Regions from separate parts of the Mus musculus genome. Here regions 1, 2 and 3 are each linked to region 4. Evidence: chromatin contacts called from public promoter capture Hi-C data. All regions are on one chromosome and are shown on one strand. The core of a region is the stretch at or near the end of the contact, and the rest is flanking DNA. Distances in the headings are between cores, read along the strand shown.

The links. Promoter capture Hi-C pulls out the DNA fragments that hold promoters and counts their contacts.
Region 1: a promoter capture Hi-C map of embryonic stem cells shows a contact between it and region 4, with 11 read pairs. The contact joins the enhancer-like site here to the promoter of Hoxc5 in region 4. A contact is called at or near these places in 9 of 39 promoter capture datasets (the SN4741 cell line, cranial neural crest, embryonic stem cells and 5 more), 2 of 15 datasets of contacts at CTCF or cohesin (the NIH/3T3 cell line and large pre-B cells), 8 of 484 Hi-C or Micro-C datasets (cerebral cortex, cortical neurons, embryonic fibroblasts and 4 more), 14 of 115 datasets of contacts at active chromatin or transcription factors (acute myeloid leukemia, bone marrow-derived macrophages, craniofacial prominence and 9 more) and 5 of 9 other capture datasets (adipose tissue, embryonic stem cells, embryonic tail and 2 more).
Region 2: a contact with region 4 is called in a promoter capture Hi-C map of fetal liver, with 2.3 times the contacts expected there. The contact joins the promoter of Pde1b here to the promoter of Hoxc5 in region 4. A contact is called at or near these places in 4 of 39 promoter capture datasets (cranial neural crest, fetal liver, hematopoietic stem and progenitor cells and 1 more) and 1 of 115 datasets of contacts at active chromatin or transcription factors (trophoblast stem cells).
Region 3: a promoter capture Hi-C map of embryonic stem cells shows a contact between it and region 4, with 24 read pairs. The contact joins the promoter of Cistr here to the promoter of Hoxc5 in region 4. A contact is called at or near these places in 22 of 39 promoter capture datasets (the 3T3-L1 cell line, the C10 cell line, the HPC-7 cell line and 11 more), 5 of 484 Hi-C or Micro-C datasets (embryonic ectoderm and embryonic stem cells), 15 of 115 datasets of contacts at active chromatin or transcription factors (craniofacial prominence, embryonic basal ganglia, embryonic forebrain and 9 more) and 5 of 9 other capture datasets (adipose tissue, embryonic stem cells, embryonic tail and 2 more).

Annotation. Positions count from the first base shown.
Region 1 is chr15:103,294,297-103,297,335 of GRCm38.p6, reverse strand. It overlaps Copz1 (coatomer protein complex, subunit zeta 1), which reads right to left. Exons shown (of 9, transcript NM_019817.2): 5 at 2,559-2,614; 6 at 726-803; 7 at 551-602. Among named protein-coding and RNA genes, the nearest start is that of Gm41406, 5.3 kb to the right of the region's middle. Within about 2 kb of position 1,290, at least 41 of the 459 cell types and tissues checked have an H3K27ac peak or open chromatin away from gene starts, as enhancers often do. A contact at or near this core is called in craniofacial prominence, differentiating embryonic stem cells, embryonic limb bud and 1 more, where this site is marked.
Region 2 is chr15:103,501,490-103,504,392 of GRCm38.p6, reverse strand. It overlaps Pde1b (phosphodiesterase 1B, Ca2+-calmodulin dependent), which reads right to left and starts at 1,359. Exons shown (of 16, transcript NM_008800.2): 1 at 1,021-1,359; 2 at 810-932. The coding sequence starts at 919. It also overlaps a transcript of Nckap1l not described here.
Region 3 is chr15:102,745,023-102,748,345 of GRCm38.p6, reverse strand. Cistr (chondrogenesis associated transcript) reads left to right here and starts at 1,437. Exons shown (of 1, transcript NR_104334.1): 1 at 1,437-1,905. It also overlaps a transcript of Gm36560 not described here.
Region 4 is chr15:103,012,174-103,015,391 of GRCm38.p6, reverse strand. It overlaps Hoxc5 (homeobox C5), which reads right to left and starts at 1,384. Exons shown (of 2, transcript NM_175730.5): 1 at 857-1,384; 2 at 1-164. The coding sequence starts at 1,310. Mir615 (microRNA 615) reads right to left here and starts at 482; the gene lies at 391-482.

The sequences.
Region 1 (3,039 bases), core at 41-2,540, 280 kb before region 4:
AGGTCAGAGCTGGGACGTTCTGGGAACTGGTAGCACACCTCTGCTCAGACATTCTGCACCATACAATTTACAGGTGGATTCTCTGCACTGTCATCTCCCAGCAGACATGAAGACTCCCAGCAGAAATTAACTCAGTGAGGGCTGAGGTGCTGGCAATTACGAGGTTTCTGAGGGCTCCATCGGAGTGAGACACTCCTCTGCCTCTGGTGACTGGATCTACCTCCAAAGAGGCAACAAGTCAACCTCAAGTTCCTTAACAGTTTTAGAACCATGAATATTAAGGTTTCTTTTACTTCTTTGTTCATTCAACATATTAAAGTGACCATTTTGTGGAAAGACCATATAATATGCTAGGTGCCACGTTAGAAACATAAGTGAGCTCCTCTGCTTCTCTGGGACATGGAGATGTAGAAGCCGGGAGAATGATACATTCGTGTGAAGAGGACAGGAGAAGGTGGGACCTATGTATAAGCTGACCCTCAGCTACACCCACCCAGCAAGCCTGGCTTGGGAGGATCCGTGGAGAGATGGGATACACATCCCTGCTTACCCTCAAAGCCACCCGGTGCACCACTTGCTGGGGGTCGCTCTCTAGGATCACCCTACAAACACAAAGAAGACGGTTGTTTGCTCCAAGGGACCAATTTGCTGTAAGTCAGGTTCACTAGCTGAGGGGCAGCCACCTCCCCTCCCCACTCCAAATACGGGCAGGGCAGAGAACTCACCCTCCATCTACAATTTCATCCACAGCCAAGAAGAGGCCCTCCATGTTCTCCAGCAAAGCTCGCTTTTCTACATTTTTCCTGAATCCCCAAAAGAAGAGGAAAAATTAGGTTGTGTGAGAAAGGAATTCTGGGATACTGTCTAAATAAGGGATCCTAACCCTAACCAGTAACTGCCTCCACCACCCACATGTAGAAGGGAGTGAGGTGAAAAAGAGCCTTTTATACCACTGAACAGTGACCAGAGTCTTGACATTCTGGGGGGGATCCCAAACAGCTAACTTCTGACTCCTAGGCTACTTATCCAGCATGCTGCTGCTGCTGCTGCTGGTGGAGGTGCTTGTAAAAAGACATAGAAGATAGGAAAAAAATTCATAGCTCATAATCTGGAGTTGGTGATGGTGGAAAGGTGGGAGGAGTGGGAATGCAAAACCCTCTGCGTTCAAGCTCCTTCTGAAGTCTCTCTGCCTCTCCCCTCCCCCCAGGTCTGTTCAAACCCTAAAACAAAGGCCAAGGAGGGGCTGGGAACAGCCAGGGGCTGCATCTACCAGCCTCAGATCCGGTGGTTGGTGCATGTGGCCTGTCACATCCGTCAGTATGACTCTTTCTCTAGATTACCCGAAATGAAGTCTATTCATTCACCTGGCTGGGAAATAAATCACCCCCTTCCTGAGGAAACCTGAGCCTCTGGCTGCTGGGTTGTGGGCTGAGAGCACCCGCTGTTCTACTCCACATGGATTTCTAAAATGTGTTCACTTTTAGGAGCTGCTGTGGCTGAAGTTCAGAGCCTTGAATGTTTTCAGAGAAAGTATCTTATATCTTCCCTTGCTTGTGTGCGTGGGAACAGAGGGCTACTGGGGAGGTAGAGGGCAAAGAGCACAGTGGGCCCATTCTGTGTCCAGGGAAAGACTATAAGGGCTAGCAATGGAAAATTGTGGTGTTTCCTCCTTTTCCAAGATAGGGAAGTTTCACCTGGGTCACTGGGTCACTTCCCTGGCCTTCCCCTCCTTCAAACCCAGCGGACAGGCCTAGGAAAGCATCTGGGGCTCAGAACACCATCAGAGTTACTGGACATGACAAGAGTAGGTACAGGCATACAGACGAGGTCCGAGTCTGTACTCCAAACTACTCTTGAAGCTGAAGCAGGGGTTACATGTTCAAGGGTTGCCTGGGTTACAAATAGAATCTTAAGACAGCCTGGGTAAATTTTTATTTGTGTATCAAAGACTCTAAGGTTAAAAGTTGATGTCAAGACACAAAAAGGCTTGAAAAGCTATAGATAATCAACCTCTCGATTATTTTAGAGCATCTGATATGCTCTGCTCCCAACTGAATCTTAAGCATGATGTGTTCTGGTGACAGGATTACGGTTCCTTTACATTAGTTTTCAGAATCAATCTTTCTTTCTTTCTTTCTTTCTTTCTTTCTTTCTTTCTTTCTTTCTTTCTTTCCTTCTTTCTTTCTTTCTTTCTTTTTTTTTTCCCCCTAGGACCTTGTCTTAAATTAAAAGAAAAATAAAATAAAGAAAAAGTTTAGGTGAGAAGCTCAGTGGTAGAACAGTTGCCTACCCTTGGTTCTAATCATCAGGGCAGCCAAAGGAAACAGAGAATAGAGTATTCTTCCTGAAGGACTCTCTTTCCTCCCTCAGTAAGAGAATGATTCCACATGAAGACCATTCTCTCCACCTAACCCTCCACTCAAATTAGTTATCCACAAACAGCAAGTCTATGTCTTACACTGAACCAATTCCCCAGTGTGGCTCAGATTTCCCACTAATCCCGGGCTCTAAGGAATAGGTATTTCCCTTCCAAATTTAAAATGAGAATGGCTGCTCACCTCAGCATCTGGCTCAGGGAATCGAAGAGGCAGTTCAGAACAGCCATAAGCATCAGCTGTTGAGAAAGGAGAAGGAAGGTTCAAGGCCCTAAAACTGCTACCCCAAAACAGACCTTCCACTTTTTATTCCTCACCAAAAAGCATAAGCTTTCACAAACGGCCAGAGACATAATGTGAAGGGCAAACACAACAGCAGAAGGACTCTGGCTTCTCAAAGAAGTTAGTTCTACTAAGCAATTCCACAAGTAGAGGCTTCTTTTTTTTTTTTTTTTAAAGATTTATTTATTTATTTATTTATTTATTTATTTATTATATGTAAGTACACTGTAGCTGTCTTCAGACACTCCAGAAGAGGGGGTCAGATCTTGTTACGGATGGTTGTGAGCCACCATGTGGTTGCTGGGATTTGAACTCTGCACCTTCGGAAGAGCAGTCGGGTGCTCTAACCCACTGAGCCATCTCACCAGCCCTTCTTTTTTTT
Region 2 (2,903 bases), core at 110-2,609, 490 kb before region 4:
TCTAGTCCCACAATAAGGAATGAAGCTTACATGTGCTTGGAGATCCTGAGAGATCCTATATAAATAAAAAGGCTTTGATTAAGCCAATCATGTTGTTCCTATCAATCAATCAGTCTTCTTCACTATCAATCACCCGGTCCTCTAGCGCCCAGGTGACGGTTCCACCCACTCCTCCAGACCATTAAATATGCAATTTCCAGACACCAAAGCAGATGATCTTCTTAAGTGCAGGGCACCCTCATCCTGTTCCCTGTGGGATGCAGGGGGAAGAACGACCAATCCCAAAGAAGATATATAGAACCCACAGGTTGGCACAAATATCTCTCTGTGCACTAGATCCGCCGCATCGGTGTGCAAGTGCTCTTCACACCTCTGTGACCCATGAACACTCGTGCACACTGCATGTGATGGGTCTCACATCTGCACAACCCTGCACATGGATATGTGTGAGTCAGCCTGGCACCTCCTGAACGCTGCCTGTCTGCAGCCCTGTCACACCGCACATACAGTGCGCTGCCTCTTTGCGCTGCTGCGTGTCAGCCTGTCACCCAAAGGGCCGCAAACACAAGCACAAGCTTTGCAACTCCTAAACCTGCTCTAACCAACAGGCTCGTTCTGCCAAGGACCCATACATGTGACCTGGACAAGGATGTCAGGGCCATGTTTCCTCGCACCTGCCAACATGTGTGACCAAGAGAATCTACCTGCCTGGTTCCAATTGCAGCACCACATACACGCAGAAAGAGAGTTCAACACGCGCACACACACACACACACCGCCCCCCCCGCCCCCCCCCGCCAGAGACTCACAGAGACCGTAGCTTAATCCACATTTTCTTGCTGGGGGCTGACTTCAGCTCCAGGGGTGACGGGCAATCCGACTCCAGCATCTCTGGAGGACTGCGGGGGGACAGCTCCATGCTCAGCCACTGTCTAGAGAACAGAAGGAGGAGACAGCCCCTCTGCTCAGCTTCGGACCCTTACCGAGAGATCCTCGCCCCTCATCCTAGACCCTTCCCACCTGCGGCTGGCGTGGACCAGCCAGGCCGGTGTGTTTCTGCTCGGCCCAAGCTAGCAGGGCTGCAGTTCCTGCGGCTGCTTCTCTCACGCTACCCGGCTGAGCTCTGGGCTCCAGCTTCCAGCTCTCCGCGCCGCTGCCGCCGCCACCGCCGCCGCCGCTACCTCCGCCACCGCCGCCGTGCGCTGCCACAGCCGCCTCCTCGCCTCCCTCCTCCTCCCCCGGCCAGGGCCCCCTCCCTTCGCTCCCCTCCCTGCTCCTCGACCCGCCCGCCCGCCGGTCTACCGCGCAGTGTAGCCACTCCTCCCCCTCGCCTAGGAGCGCAAGAGAGCCTAGGGGTGCACACACTCAGAAGCGCCCAAGGGCGAGCGCGCTCACAGGCGCCCAGTACGAGTGGCTGCTGCGTGTGCCCTTGCGCGCGGGGGGGCGGGGAGAGGGGTAGTGCGTGTTGACAGCGCGCGCGGGCGGCCCGCAGGACTTCGTGTGGATGGTGGGGTGGTTCCCTCTGGGTGTGTTCAGAGTTTCTGTGAATGCGCGCATGTGGTCCCAAGATTCCACGCGTGGCTGGTTGCCCGCGTATCCTCGGTGGTCCTTCTTTCTCCCTGTAATACCAGGCCGTGGGTGGAGTGAAGCCACAATCCTCAGAACCTAGCCAGGCCAACCCCCACACGCCGCGGTCCTGTCTTTGAAAGGAAAAGTTCTGGTGGCTCGGAGCAATGCTGGCATCCCACAGCTGGCCTCAGCTCCCACAACCGGGTCTTCCGGACCTGCCTCCTTCGCCCGCCCAGAGGGAATTTCTATGTATTTTAAAGCTCTGCAGATCAAGCAGCCCCCATGCCTTCCTTAACTACCCAGTAACTGCACACAGACAGGAAAGCAAGCCTGATAGCTAGCCTGGCCTGCAGGCCTGCAGCCGTTCCAACTGACTTCATTTTATTCTGCCTTCAAAGGAAAAAAAAAAAAAAGTAAGAGCTAAAGGCCCAGTGTAGAACAGCCTCTCTGCTGAATAAATATTTTGTGACACAAGAAAGTAGAATTTGAACTCAAGACTGTGTGACAGGGCAAAACCTCTTCCATCCTACCGTGTCCCACCATGGGACCCAGTTCTGTCTCTCTGTTCTCTGAATGAACACCTACTTTGGCACCGTAGAAACTCTCATGCAATCTGCAAATAGAAATGGATTCACTGACTGCTGGTTTTCTAACAAGCCACTAATCCAGGGTTCCAGAATGTGACTTTTCATTTCAAGAACTCTGGGGTTTGGGAGGAGGGGTGACCGGGAGGAGACATATATTCTAAACTATGGAGTGGAGGCTCCTCTTTTCTCAGGTGAAGGAAGAGAAAGGATCAGAGGGGAAGTGCTAGACTCCCACTGTGAAAAAAACTGCCAGGAGAAGCAGCCACTGGGAAGCACAGAGATAGAAAGCTACAGCAGAGTTGGAGATAGAGCCAAAAGTGACAAGAATCTTGGGACCTCACCTTCTGTCAATCTAACTTCAACAAACATCACTGTTCCCTCCTCTCCAGAGAAGCAATCACAGACTAGAGACCTCAGCATCTGAGACTCTATCACTCTTGCACAATGTAGTTTACAGAATTTGTGAGCCAGCTCCTTTATCACCTGAAGAAGGGATTTGCTGGAAACTACACAAGAATTAATTATGAACTAGGATTAGAGTTAAAATGCTCTAACTCAAAAATTTCATTAGAACTAAGGATTTTTCTGATACAGACAGAGTGTTCAACTGGTGAAAGGGAAGAAGGGTTCCAGGGTGAACTTTCAACATTTCAACACAAAGATAATTTCAACATGTCAACACAGTGACATGCTCAGCTCTCCTAGGCTCCCAATTCCTGACCCTTTTAAGAAAGGGGTCATTGATAA
Region 3 (3,323 bases), core at 188-2,687, 270 kb after region 4:
AGATTGGGTCCTGTCCTGTGGTATCTGGGGTTTTTGTTTTGTTTTGTTTTGTTTTATTATTGTTGTTTGGTTTGGTTTTTTGTTTTGTTTTGTTTTGTTTTGAGACAGGGTCTTACTATGTAGCTTTGGCTAGCCTGTGTGTAACTCCCTGCCCTAGAAACCATAGAGTGTTGCGTGCCTCTGCCTCCGGAGTCCTGGGATTAAAAGTATGTGCCACAGTACCTCTCGTTGGCCTCTGGGTTTTAATTTGCTCAGTCCTGTGTACTGATCTGCGTTGTGTCCTTTGTTCTGTGAGTCCGTCCAATCGGAGCTTTGGTGCAGGTGTTCAGTTGCTCATGTGAAATTCCCTTGAGGCCTATTACATCTGAGTTTACCAGTCCTTTGCTCAGAATTTTAGGTTACAGAGACAGGAGCAGACTGAGGAGGAACACGGAGACTAAAGAGGGCTAATATTGATTGAGTGAATACTAGGTGCCAAGGTCGCTACCTTCATCATCCCCCGCGCTATTTCTCACAACTGTCTCACAAAGCACTAAAATTACTTCCCACCCTTCACAGGGTATCAAGGCCAGGTAAGAGGCCACACGTGAGGGACAAGGCAAGACCTAAGGTCATCAATAGCCAGCCTGAGGAATCTTGGCTAAGACTTACGCGCCTGCAAAATATGCTTGCAGTTTAGCTAAAAGGTGGGGAAGAGAAAGAAAGCTAAACCACTCGGTCGGTTCTTAAGTCCAGAACAGCCTTGTTAATGGCTAAGGACAAAGCCGCACCTAAACCTTCGGGTCTAAGTGCCTTGGGAGGAACCCTGGCAGGAGACGAGGGCGGGAGGGAGGCTGGCAGGCTGCTACATCAGCGGGCAGAGAAATGGCGAATACCCGGAGCGAGACCGAGGCATCAGGCCACAGGGCCCACTAAGGGCGGATGACTGCGTCCAACAGTCCTCGTCGATGTATGAAAAGGGACCCGCGGGGAAGAGAGATCCTGTAGAGAAGATGGGGAGACTGCGGCAGACAGGGTGTGGGTTCGAGGCAAGGGGAGGGCGAGAGCAGAACCCCTCCTCTGAGCTGTGGGACGAGGCCCGCGCGCAGAGGAGGGCAGACCCTAAAGAGCAGGCGGGTGCGGGCGGAGACCTTCAGCTCAAGGACACCGAGCCAGGCGGGGTGGAGTGAGCAGCGGCCCTGAGAAGCCGACAAGCGCCCAGCGCTCAGCTCCAGGGCAGAGTGTCTCGGCCGCCCCCGCGCGCCCTCCCAGCCCGGGCCGCGCGCGCCCGGCGCTGGCATGAAATTGGCTGCAGCCGTAATGAGTCCGCGCGGCGCGGAGGAGGCTGAGGGCCCGCCAGGGAGCCCTGTGCGCCTCGTTTAGCTTGTTTATTGTTCAGGCCTAATTAAAACGTTCCACCGCTCTGCGTTTACATCCGCCCCCCGCTAATGAATTCGCGGCCGCCGGGCGATTTCGGAAACTGCCGCGGGCCGGAAGGGGGTGGGTAGGAGGCGGCCGAGCTGGGGAGGGAGCGAGGGTGAGGACGCCCCCGCACGCATCTCTTCCACCACCCCAGGAGGCTGCAGACGTCCCGCGATTGGCTCCGAAGTCGATGTCTGCTTCCCCAGCCGCAGCGCCCCAAACTGGGACAGGCATTTGGAGGCGATGGAGATCTGGTCATAGCCAGGGGAAGGAAAGCCAGGAGCCAGAGTAGGACCGGTGCGCCCAAGGCCCTGATGCTAGTGAAGGCCTACGCGCATGAGCGCACCTGCCCCGGGAAGCGCGTCCACGCAGCATCTGTGCGCGCTATTGTCATGTCGGTCTCCCTCTGGCTATTTCTCCCCAGCAGTGATAGTCTGAGCCGGGCTTGCAATACTTCTGGTCTTCCTAGCTGTAACTGTTTGCCAGTTTTGCTGTCTGCCTCCTTGTCACGACCTCAGAGAGGGCAGATGGAGCCAGTGGAGAGAGAGAGAAAGAAGGCTCCATTCCAGCCCCGCTGCTCCTGCAGACACCAGCACGCACACTCAGGCACACATCGCCTGTGAATTCACTTCTCACGATGCCTTCCGCCGCATGTAGCCAAATGAAATACTCAGAAAGCAATGGAAATATTACTCACACACGACCACGTGGAAATACACAAATGAACAAACACGCTCAGACATAGCTGAATGCCAGTCGCACACAGATGGAAAGACAGGAGCCTGGGGCATAAAGCCACATGGCACAAAGCTACTTGGATATGTATGCCCCTACACACACACACACACACACACACACACAACTGCACACCTATCCAGAAAATTGTGCACAAGTGCCATCTAACACATGTCAGTGTGCCTTCCAGAAGGCCCCAGTTCCTCTTAGAAATGGGATCACCCAGCCTGCCTCTTGAACCTGCCTCCATTCTATCTATTCCAGTTCTTTGTACCCAGCCAAAAAGAAAAAAAGCTGTTCGCTGCGCTCACAATTTGTCCACCCTCCTCAGAATGGCCATAGAGAAGTACTTGTCATTCTGTTTCATGCACTATTGGGTTTCTTCTTCCACACCCCACTCCTAACTCTGCTCTTCCAGACAGCTTTCTCACATGAACTCGCTAGCTCTCCTTATACATTTACCCTAGTCATTTACCATTTTCAGTCTGATATATCTAGGGGATCACCAAGTTACTTGCACTTGAGTGTGCTCTACACCAACATGGACGGGGTTATGAGCCACCCTTGGTGGGGATGGATAATCAGGACAGGGCAGTTCTTGACTATCTGATGCCACACTGGGGTGTGAGCGCTCTATGTTTAACAGGCAGAAGACTGGAATCTCCAGCGGCAGCTGCAAGGTCTCCTGTCACATCCGACAAGGTTCTTCAAAATGGCTTTTCAGAGCTATGTGGAAGGAGGGGGCACATGCACACACATACACACACATGGTGTCTTTCCACATTCACCTTGTACTTAACTGGAAATATTATTCCCTGGCTGGGCCTTCACCTTATTCTCCAGCCGTGGTTCCTAACAACACTTGACTGTTTTCAGAATTTAGATCCACCCCTAAAGGATACAAATTTGCCTCTGGTGAGAGACTGCTCAGAGCTACACTGCAGGCTTTAAGGCGATCCCCAAAGAGGAATTGCCAGGAATGACCCAGCGACCGCAGCAGTGTAAGTGCTACTTAGAATGAGATGGCACGGCCCGGAATAGATGGGCTCTCTGAACAAAAAAGAAAAGCAAGGTCACCCTAAAATAATAGTAAATAAATAAATCTTTACCTCCCCAACACACTGCTGGTTGATTCATTCCATCCCACTCCCAGTGGCGTGTGGCCCGTGCCAGCTCCCAAATCTGTC
Region 4 (3,218 bases), core at 135-2,634:
GCGGTTCTGGAACCAGATCTTGATCTGTCTCTCGTTGAGACACAAGTTGTTGGCAATCTCTATGCGCCTGCGGCGAGTGAGGTAGCGGTTAAAATGGAATTCTTTCTCGAGTTCCAGGGTCTGGTAGCGCGTGTAACTGGTTCGGGACCGCTTGCCATCCGTCTCTGGAACATAAATTCCCCCAAACCAGGGAGGGATGAATAGCGTGCAGCACTCCAACGTCCCACCCTAGTCCCAGGCCCCACCCGTGGTCGGAGGGAGTAGAGGTGAGCGCGGTGGGACAGGCCAGAAGGGCCGCAGGCGGGCAGGCCCGGTCCCGGGAGAAGCGCCTCCGCCTGGGCAGGAAACTTTCCACCGCCGCCTTCACTCTGCGGCCGGAGGGGCTGAGGGGGGATGGGGGGAAGAGGGAGACCCAGGCTCGGACCGAACAATAAGCACCCTCGAGATCCGAGCACCGGGGACCCCCCTCCCGCCCCTCCCGAGTCGCTGGAATCCTCCGGAGCCGCGAGCACTGGCCGAGCCGGCTCCGCAGGGGAGGGAGGGAGGGAGCCGCGGGGGGATCCCCACTCTGGAGCCCCATGCTCCTCACCCTTCAGATCCCTCTATTTTTTTAACTCCCTCCCTCTCCCCCCAAAATTGAATATTGCCTTTTATACACGTTTTGTTCCTATGATCCAATTATGTCGTCGTAAATTTGGGCGCACACAGCCTCTAAGCCTTTTAGTGGACAGTTTTACGAGCCATTGATGCCTGGATCGTAAAATTTATGGCCGCAGGTTTTTTTTCTTTATTTGCCCCGCATGGCCTATAAAACCCAGGCGGACCCGAGCGCGCAAAATGAAGTCCTAAAGTTTACCGTGGCTCATGTGCAGTTTGGTCATCCACGGGTAAATCTGTGGCGGGGCCGGTGGCTGGCTCAGTCCGGCAGGCTGCCCTGTCTGCGCCTGCTCCTCTTTGATCTCCCCACTGCTCTTAGCTCGCTCCTCCAGCGCCGGGCGAGCCGCCTTCTGACTGTACATCCCAGGGTTCAGAGGAGCCGCTTCGTCTCTGCCCAGAGCGTGTCCCGGAGCGGCCGCGGCGCTGCAGGCGGGGCGGTCGGGGTGAGCCCGGGGGTTGGCAGCCATGTCTACCCCGTGGAGAGAGTTGGAAGGCGCAGGCGGTGGGAAAGTGATGCTTAAGTCCAATCCGCCGTAGCAGTACCTGGATGCCTGCACCTCTGAGGCCGATCCATAGTTCCCACAAGTTTGCATGTTATAGGCAGGGATATTGGGGCTCTGCTTATAGAATGAATTGGCTACGTAGGAGCTCATGGCGGGGAGGGCCCAAAAAAAATTTCTGCACCCTTTTTGATTAAGGGTGATTTGTGACTCTTTGAAGTTGAGGGGGTTTTTGTTCTCCAAAGTGCACAATTTATAGGTGGAGATATCTCTTTCTTTATCCTATGCGCTCTTCCCAAATAAGGGAGCCTTAAATAGAGTCACGTGACTGGAGCGGCCACTCATAAATTTGGCTTGATGACCTCCGGGAGGTTAGTGATGGAAGCCGGCGAAACGCATCTTGATATGTTGGCAAAGCCCGGGGGTTGGGGGGGGGGGGATGAAAGAGAAAGAGAAGCAAGGGGGAGGAAAAAAAAATGGTTCTTGGAATTGGGGGGTAGTCGGGACAACGAGCTCACAGCGACACCTGGTGCCGACTCGGAGGAATTTCATCTTGTAGCATCGCTTGGCCTTCTAGCAGTCAGTTTGTGGAGAAGTTGTTGCTTGTTGGACAAACTAACCCATTGAGCTTGTCTTTAAAATTCTGCTTAAAATTGAGAAAGGATGAGGCCTTATTTATGAATTACACCGGTGGTTTTTGAAACGAATAGTGCCAGTTCCCTACCTCCAGAGCCTTCCAAACTTCAATGATGACTGAGAAAGAGAGTTGGGGTAGCTAAAGCCCAGCGTGGAGAGCCAGGAGGACATATCTTGGGTTACCTAAACTAAAGGTCAAGGTCTCTTGCTTGGGAGGATTGAACTCAGTTTTGATAAAGAGAAGCTTGTCTTGTATGCTTGGAAAAATTAACCTCTGGGAGGTAGGCAGGATACCCAAGAGGAGAGAGGGTTCCTGAATGAGCAGAAGCAGCAGACAGGTCCTGAGGCTGAGAGTCCTAGGTACTCTCTGGGATGTGACTGGAGGTGAGGGGCCAGGTGAACTTGGGTAGACTTCACAATGTTAGGAACCCTAACATGTTGCAAGAGGCAACATTCCTATGCATGTAACTAGACACAATGAACTGGAGGGCCCTTCTACAGCTCTGTGTGGTCTTCATGTGGTACCATGAGAATGCCAGATATTTCAGATGACCCCCAAGAGCATAGAGGGGCAAGATTGAAACCTCCACAAATATTATGAGCAAGGCAGAGATAAAAGTCTGCTTTTGTTCTTTTAGAGGTAAGCTCTTAGCCCAGGTTTCAAGATAGAAGGCTCATGGGGAGGTGGGTGGGCAGGCAGGGAGTCGGGCAACCCAGACACAGTCTTTGGCCAGGGTTTCTTCAACCTTTGGGTCCTATCCCCTTTCTTAGTCCCAGACCCTACTCTTTACTGCCCACATTTCCTCAGGAACTGAGGAACTCTCAGTCTCTGCCAGAACTCTCCCCCCAACCCCCGCTGGCCGAGGATCTGGAGGAGGGGGGCGGTGGCAGGGACCTGGAGAGTCTGGAAAACTCAGACCGATTTTTCCCCCTCCGGGAGACCTCCCACCCACACTTCTTCCCCTAGGCCCACTCAGGTTTCTATGCTGAGCCTTGGGGAAAGAAGGCTGGATCTGAAAAAGGGTTAGGGTCCTACTGTGCCCCTCATGCGCCAGGTTTGAGGAGAGAAGAGGCAGGAACCAGATAGGCTGGGCTGTAAGGAAGAAGGACTTTTGTCTGGCGGGTCAGGAGTCTCAGAACAGGCCAGAACTCAGTTTCCAGTCTTTCTCTTTCCAGTCGTCCTTGGATCGCTCAGTCTCTGCGGACGGACTCCTGAGGTCCTTGGATTGCCAGGGAGCCTCAGCCAGGTTTCACAACAGCCGGCCTGGCGGGCTGGAGGCATGCTTGCTAGTTCTCCTTCTCCCCATTCTGCTGGCAGTGGGTGGGAGCGACCCTAGTGCTCGGATCAGGCTCCTTTTCTTGCATTTTGGGCTCAGGGCTCAGAAGCCGAAGATCCCTGGCTGCTACAGGCAGGAAGAAAGGCCC